2 separate regions of the Mus musculus genome follow, and region 1 is linked to region 2. A link is a contact called in public HiChIP or PLAC-seq data. All regions are on one chromosome and are shown on one strand. The core of a region is the stretch at or near the end of the contact, and the rest is flanking DNA. Distances in the headings are between cores, read along the strand shown.

Region 1 (4,053 bases), core at 941-3,440, 410 kb after region 2:
TATTCCCTTCTGGAGTGCCACAGAGCCAAACTGAGGCCATCACCCCAAATCTGGGGGCCATCCCAGTTCCTCCGGGTAGCCTTGGCACCCGGGCATTAGCTGGTTTTTTTCTCTCCAGTGGTGGGTGCTTCACCTGACCCATGGGTGAGGAGGGGGTAAGCCCAGATGTCTGGCAAGGTTGGAGTGGAGGCAGGCTAGCAGCCTGGTAGACAAGGTAGCTGCTGGGACATGGGGTCTTTGTCCCACTAGCACTCAGACACCAGCAGATCATCAATCTCCCTGAAGGGAGCCACAGCTCAGATCTAGATAGCTGACCAGGTCCTCCTGTGGGGAACCCAACACAGAGTAGTTGACAACTTGAAGGAACAGACCCACACTGCTATGGTGGTCAGATTGGCTCTTAACGCTTGCAGGACAGGCGAGCATGGGCTCCTCCGCTGACACACACTTGCACGTGATTTGTACTGGAAGACACACCATCTCCCCTGGTCATCTGTGTTTGTGCCACGCAGTCTGGCCACTGCCAGCCTACAGAAGTCACACACAGACTCTAGACACACAGACAAGTAGCCCCTGGGACTACAAGAACGTGGTGTCGCTGGAACTGCAACCCGCCTGCATATACCTTCTTGCCCTTCAAAACATCCTGGCATGCTCCTTGAATACCTGGCCATATATACACACCATGAGTATATGTTCCCACTCTAAGGTGGTGGCACTTTTAGCACTTGTCGGAAAGGGCTCTGGTTTAGCAAAGGATTGCCATTAGGGACTTGGGGTTGGCCTAGAGAGCTCCCACAGACAGGCCTGGCCAGCAGGCAAGGCTAGACAACCTCCACAAATTCCCTCTGCCTGCCGAAATCTGTCATCTGCCCTGGCCTGGTCCTGCAGATAGAGCTGTGAGGGCCCCTCTAGATCTGGGTTGGTCTGGCTGGTGCCCTCTCAGAGCTTGGAGTCACGGCTAAAAAGAGTGGGGTGGCAGATCAGGCACGCTCCAGGCCTGAGCCTCCGCTACACCATAGCGCAGGGAACTTCGCTGGAGGCGGGACGCGTTCTCGCGCTCGCGCTCCCGAAGCACGCCAAGGTCGGCGCTGCTGTGCCCGAGGCTGACCCGACGGCTGATCCCAACAGGGTCGACCTGCGGTGGCCGCCGCCGCTCCCGCCCTTCCCGCCTGCGGGTAGCGGACCGGGATTCCCCGGGGCACTTCCAGGTTCACGCAGCGGCGGTCCTGGTCTTCGAGACCGGAAAGTTTGCACGGAGGAAAGTTTGGGGCCGGGGAGCCGCGTCTGCAAACGTCCAGGATCCGCAGAGAGGCGCGGCCCGGGCTGGCAGCACGCCCGTCCCTCCCTCCCCTCCCCTGCCCCTCCGAAATTTGGGAGCCCCGCCATTTTCTCAGCCCCGCTCCCATGCGAGGCCTGAACAAAGACTTTGGGGAGACGCCCGGGCCGCTCGGGCCGCCCGGGGCACCCCAGCCGCACGCAGAGCCGCTGCCCACACGCCCGCCACTGCCACCCCGGGGCGGCCGCGCCGCGCCGCGCGCACGGAACGCCGCCCGCCCGTGCTCCCCCGCGCCCCGGGGCCACTCTGCCTCCTGCCGCCGTGTCACCCTGCCCGCCCGCGCCTGCCACCACGCCGCGTCGCCGCGCAGCAGCAGGGGTCCGCTGTCCGCCGCACCCCGCCGCGCGCGTTCGCCCCTCGCCCCCTCTCCACGCACTCCTGCCGCGCGCCCCGGGGCAGCGCCCCCGCGCCCCGCCCGCTGCCCGCGCGCCTGCGGGACCCCGGCCCGGCCCTCCCGGGGCGCGGGGGCGGCGGCCGGTACCTGGGTGAGGCAGTACGGGGAGTACATCGCTGGGCGCCCGGGCGCGAGCGCGGAGGCCGGCCGCGGCGAGGGCAGGCCCGGCAGGCGGCGTCGCGCTGGCTGGCGCTCGGGCTCCGGCTCCGCTGCTCCGGCCTCTGCCGCGCGGCGCCCGCCCGGCCCGCGGCCCCGCTCGGCCCGCCGCCGCTCCGCGCTCACAGGCTCGGCCCCGCGGGCTCCGGGCCGCCGCCGCGCTCGCCGCTGCCTCTCGCGTCCGCCGCCGCCGCCGCCGCCGCCGCGCGTCTACTCCATGCCGCCGCCGCTCGGCCGCTCGCCCTCGCCCGCCACCGCCGCCGCCGCCGCCGCCGCCGCGCTGTGAAAGTGAAAGTTTAGACAAAGTTTGGAAGCGGCGCACTCCGGGGAGAGGGAGCGGGCGGGCGGCGCGGGCGGGAGGAGGGGCGCGGGGAGGGGCGGGCGGGGCGGGTGAGCGCGGCCGGCGCGCACACACATGCACACACGCACACACGCACACACACATACACGCGGGGACGCACACCGACGCGGCCGCCCCGACACGTGCTGGCCGGCGTTCGGGCGCCGACACACGCTGACACGCAGCAGGGCTTGGACGGGCACAAATGTCACGAAGGAACGCAGGGCCTATTCCTCATGGAGTCGCAGCAGACGGCGGTGCACACCGGGCACAGACACGAGCAAGAGCCACACACCACCTACTGTCACATGTCGTCCCAATGCAGACAGATGCGGAGAGCCACACTAACATACATGCACGTGCCACACATGTTCCTGCAGAATATTGACACACACGATCACACAACCATATATACCTTGTCACACTCTGGATACACAATGACACACCAACACACAGCCACGCCAAAATATCTTGGAAGACAGCTATGGCAACCCAGACATGGTGACACTGACACATGGGAGCCCCCATACAAAGGACACAAAGTATCACTGTACATACACACACACACACACACACACACACACACACGTTATACATTGAGTTGGCCAGATATACCCCAGACCTAGGGCACACTGATCTACAATCCTGATAGCAAAACAGCTGGCAGGTTCTGTAAAAACTCTCTCAAGTATAACACGCATGCATGCGCGCGCACACACACACACACACCACCCTTACCCTTCATATGTCTCCCATAGCTTTGCACATGTCCTGGGACTTAGGAACATTATTTGTATTGTGGTGATGCTCCAGCCCATTGCAGGCCCAGGATTCCCCATTTCCACTGCAGATGGGAATGAGGTGGGGTGGGTTGGCATATGGCATCTGTCTGCAATCCCTGCACTCAGAAGCTCCAAGAGAAAAATTATAACTGAGCTGTAGACCAGCCTGAGCTACATAGTTTGAGGCTGGCTTGACCTGTGTACTGAGACCCTGTTTCAAAACACACACACACACACACACACACACACACACTCTCTCTCTCTCTCTCTCTCTCACTCTCTCTCTCTCTCTCTCTCTCTCTCTCTCTCTCTCTCTCTCTCTCTCTCTCTCTCTCTCGCAACAGAGAGAGAAAGGAAAAGTCTTCACAGAGAGGGAGGGAAGAAAGAAGCTGGGAAGGGGGTACTGGAAACTCTGAAGTAGGACATAGAGAACTGTTGGGTGACTCTAGGTTGATGGGAAGACTGTGCCCCAGTCCCCAGGCAGATCCCACCAAGGTAGAGCTCCCTCCTATTGCTAGGTGCAGCCAGCACCTTGTCAGTCCCCACCCCCACCCCCCAGCCAAGAAGCTGTGGCAATTCTCAGCAATGCATTGTCTGGCAGGGTGGTATAGGAGCCCAGGTGTGCGTGAGTGAGTATGTAGGGGCTAGGAGGTACAAGGATGTGTATGCATAAATGTCCCTGAATGCTATGCCCCTCGTCCCAAACCTCTGAGATGGGGGGCAGGCGATGCGCCTGGGGTGTCTGGTGTGGGTATGAGCAAGGCCAGTTTTGTGTGTGTGTGTGTGTGTGTGTGTGTGTGTGTGTGTGTGTGTGTGTGTGTGTGTTCAGTATATTCTGAGTAGTGGCGTGGGTGTGGCTGTACTCATGGAGGTATCTATGAGTCAGCAAAGGTGCTTCCACCTCCCTCTGCAAAGCACGGGGAACATAGCTATCAGGACAGGGAATACTGGTCACTGATGGAAATGTGAGTGTGAATGACAGGAGATGAGGCCATAGGACACTGAGTGCATCAGCACTGACCCAACACGGTCAGTGCAGCCA
Region 2 (3,901 bases), core at 1,303-3,802:
GGGCCTTCTGGTTTTCAGAGTCTCTATGGAGAAGTCTGGTGCTATTCTAATGGGACTGCCTTTATATGTTACTTGGCCTTTACCCCCTTCAGTTCTTAATGCTCCCTTTGCTCTGTGTGCTTGGTGTGTTGGTTCTTGTGTGTCTACAGGAGTTTCTTCTCTGGTTCTGTGTAGTTAGCAGGCTGTGTGATTTTTTTGTACCTTGATCTTTAGGATAGGGAAATTTTCTCCTATATTTTGCTGAAAATATTTTCTGTGTCTTTGACCTAGGTTTCACCCCTTTCTTCTATTCCTATTATTCAAAGACTTGGTCTCTTTATAGGACCCCAGGTTTCCTGGATGTTTTGTGTCTGCAATTTTTTAGCTTTAATTTCTCTTTGACCAAACTATCCATTTCTTCTCCCTTGTCTTCAATGTCCAAGATTCCCCCCATGTCTTGTACTCTGTTGGTGAGCCTTGCCTATGAAATTTTTATTTGATTTATTTTAAAGGTTTATCTATTTTGTGTATGTGAGTACATTGTTGCTGTCTTCAGACACTCTGGAAGAGGGTATTGGATCCCATTACAGATGGTTGTAAGTACCATGTGGTCACTGGGAATTGAATTCAGGACCTCTGGAAGAGCAGTCAGTGCTCTTAACCACTGAGCCGTCTCTCCTATCCCCTTTGATTTGATTTCTTAAAGCTTCATTTCCGGTTTTATCTCAGTTTGAGTTGTCCTTAGTGATTCTGTTTCCACTCTTGTGTCTTAAACTGTTTTCATTACTTTGTTCCACTGTTTATGTTTCACAGATCTCATTAATGGATTTATTCATATCCTCTCTAAGATCCTTGAACATATTCATAACAGCTCTTGGGAAGTCCTTGTCTTCTGCTTCAGCTATATTGCACTTCCCAGGGCCTGCTGTAGTAGGGTTGCTGGGTTCTGGTGGGAGCACATTGTCTCAGCTGTTAGTGGTTGTGGTTCTGCACTGGTGTCTAGGTGTCTGGGGCCTGGATGATCGAGGTGATTCTAGGTGTTGTCTTAGCTGGCATGGTTCTGTTCCTTGGGTTCCTTTGCCTTCCCTGATCTTAGGAAAGCGTTGTGACTGTGAGTTGCCTGGTAGAGCGTGCTTCTGCAGGTCAGTGGGTGGCAGAGAGGGATAGAGGTGGGCTAGGAGAAAGGCTGAAAAGGGTGTCAGGAAAGAGCTAAGGGCATCCTGTCCACACAAAGAGATGAGCCAGGGAGTTGGAGGTGTGGTAGGAGGAGGGGATCTAGCAAATCAATTGTTGTAAGGCAAAGAATATACTGGAAAGATAGAGATGACAGGGCCAGGGGGATGCTGGCACTAGGCCAAGTATTGGAGTCTCCAGTGAGTGGAGTTGGGGTGGGGTTGTTTCCGGGCTGAGGGTGAGAATGGACAGATCATAATGGAGATCAGAGAGGATAGTGTGGCTCCTCCACCTGAGTTCTCCAGGTGTGGCCCTGGGGTTCCAAGCGGATCCTCCACCTGAGTTCTCCAGTTATGGCCCTGGGGTTCCAAGCAGAAAGTATTCCTAGGTATTGGGGCTGACACAAAGGAATGGGGTTAGGCTGAAACCAGGGGCGGGGCTGAGAGGGTCCACAGAGAGGAGGGTTAGGAGGTGTGCCTGGGAAATGGAGGGGGTGGGAAGGCCCCTGTGAGTGCTCTGCTACAGGATATGGGGATGGGATTGGAGGGATCGTCATGAAGGGCAGGAAGGAGCTGATTTGTTCTTTCCAACATATCCTTGGGTCCTTTACTTAGTACAAATGACTATTTTTTTTTCCTTTGCCAGCTGAATGCGAGAGAGACATCGAGCAGTTGTATACTAGTTACCAGGCTATTCTTGTTATTATTCAGAATAAGAGCGAGCAGAGACCCTGAATGTAGTCCACCTCTCTGGCACTTCTGGCTTTCTCTGTCTCTTTTTCATCTCCTACACCCCCTACTCCTCCATACCTCCTCCTCTGATGTGGGTTTAGGGCATCATTGTATGTTTGTCTGTGTTTTTGTAGTGCTAGGGGGCAGGGGTTGAACTCAGAACCTTGCACAAAAAAGGTAGTTTTTTCCTGCCCAGCCAACACCCCTAACCTCTCACTGGAGGACTCTAACACTATCCCACACCCCAGCCTTTCGCTGGGGGATTCTAAGCAGGTACTGTACCATGAAGCTCCACCCCTTTGGAACTGGGCTTTTTATGTAGTCTGGTCTAGCCTCTGCCCTCAGCTATCCTAATGCTGGTGGCTATCACAATACCCAGAGGCTATCTCATACCATTTCTGAATTCCTACTATATTCATGAGCTGTTCTAGACACTAGTGATACAGTCTAGAATGAGGTCACCAAGAGCTACAATTAAATTAGAAAAATAAGCAATACATAATTAGTTAACATGGCAATAGTGACGGAAGAATGTGGGGTGGAGTCTAGAAGAGGCCCCTGTGGTAAGGAAACATTCCAGTAGGAAGCTGAAGGAAGTGAGGCAAGGAGACATTGGAAATCTGTGGAAAGAATCCCACAGGGCAAGAGGACAGCAAACATAGAGGCCCGGGGCAGGACTTTGCTTGGTGAGTACAAAGAGAAGCTTTAGCAAATGATTCGAGGCCTTCTGAACTGCAGAAGAACATTGGCCTTTTTCATGCAGCTCTGAGGGTCCTGAGCTGGGGAGGGATGTCAGGGATGCACAAAGTCCCACCTGGGCATGAGAGAAGAGTGGAGACAAGAAGTGAGGAGAAGGGGAAGAGGCAGCTGTGGGGACAGAGGATGGACACAGGCCAGGGGGTCCTGTGGGAATCAGTTCTGGATCTATTCTGAAGACATAGCAGATGCACGTGGCTCATGGTTTGGGTATGGATGTGTGAAGGAGAAAATCCAAACATTCGCCTGAGGAATCTAGTGAGCAGCTAGGGACAGCGCCAGCATCCACTCAGAGGAAAAGGACAGGGCGGGGGAGTGCTGGGTAGGCCGGGAGTCACTCAACACTCAACACGTCCCCCCTGAATTAGAGAATCGCCCCACAGCAACATTCATGAAGAATGGAATGCAAACATCTATTAATAATTATTTGCAAATGCTACATATTAGCCAGTTTAGATAAACTCTGCTCTCTGGGAAGTTTGCCAGGAATAAAACCTCCGACGAACTTTCTGTAGCTATCAAAGCCAGCAAAATGGCATCAGAGAGTCCATTGGTAGACAGGAAAGCTGACTTCCTGTAGGAATCTTTGTCTCTAATTCTGATTCTTCCAGCTGATTCTCCATAAGACCCAGGATCTCCTGGTTGGAATGATAAATATGATAGAGATGAAGGAGGATGGGTGGGAGATAATCAAGATCTGCAGGGTGAGACGCATGTCAGCGAGAACACACTAGGCTGGAACACAGCAACAGTCTGCCTGGAATCCCTTAGTAGTGTTGGAGGTGTGGCTCAGTGGTAGAGCCGCTGCTGAGTATGGGCTAGTATGAGCCCTAGTATGGGCTGGGGGTGTGATTTGGCAGCAGAACACTTCCTGGCATTTTCCAGTCTCTGGGTTCCACTCTCTGCATCACATTCATAAATTTAATATATTATATGAATATATATTTAATGGATGTGATATTTTATTAATATCAAATTTATTAATATCAATTAATTTTATTAATATTGTATATTAATAGAGAAGGTCAGATGTTTTGACTGGCGAGCTACATTTGTACAGATTTAGGTAGGTATTTGGAACTAAGAAGCAAAGGGTTGGACACATCCTGACCCAGGAATTCTGGAAGTGAAACTATACTGGGAACATAATGATACATTGTAGCTGATTGTGGTATCACTTTAAAAAAGGATCTGGGGAGGGGCTGGAAAGACAGCTCAGCAGTTAAGAGCTCTGGTTGCTCTTCAGAGGACCCTGGTTTGGT

What was found. HiChIP or PLAC-seq counts read pairs in DNA pulled down with a chosen protein or histone mark.
Region 1: a contact with region 2 is called in an HNF4G HiChIP or PLAC-seq map of pancreatic cancer cells. The contact joins the promoter of Nfix here to the enhancer-like site in region 2. A contact is called at or near these places in 1 of 39 promoter capture datasets (frontonasal cranial neural crest), 1 of 15 datasets of contacts at CTCF or cohesin (large pre-B cells), 4 of 484 Hi-C or Micro-C datasets (embryonic fibroblasts, embryonic stem cells, myocytes and 1 more) and 1 of 115 datasets of contacts at active chromatin or transcription factors (pancreatic cancer cells).

What each region holds. Positions count from the first base shown.
Region 1 is chr8:84,798,178-84,802,230 of GRCm38.p6, forward strand. It overlaps Nfix (nuclear factor I/X), which reads right to left and starts at 2,191. Exons shown (of 11, transcript NM_001371053.1): 1 at 1,821-2,191. The coding sequence starts at 1,847.
Region 2 is chr8:84,385,954-84,389,854 of GRCm38.p6, forward strand. It overlaps a transcript of Cacna1a not described here. Among named protein-coding and RNA genes, the nearest start is that of Gm23626, 7.3 kb to the left of the region's middle. Within about 2 kb of position 2,553, at least 16 of the 459 cell types and tissues checked have an H3K27ac peak or open chromatin away from gene starts, as enhancers often do. A contact at or near this core is called in pancreatic cancer cells, where this site is marked.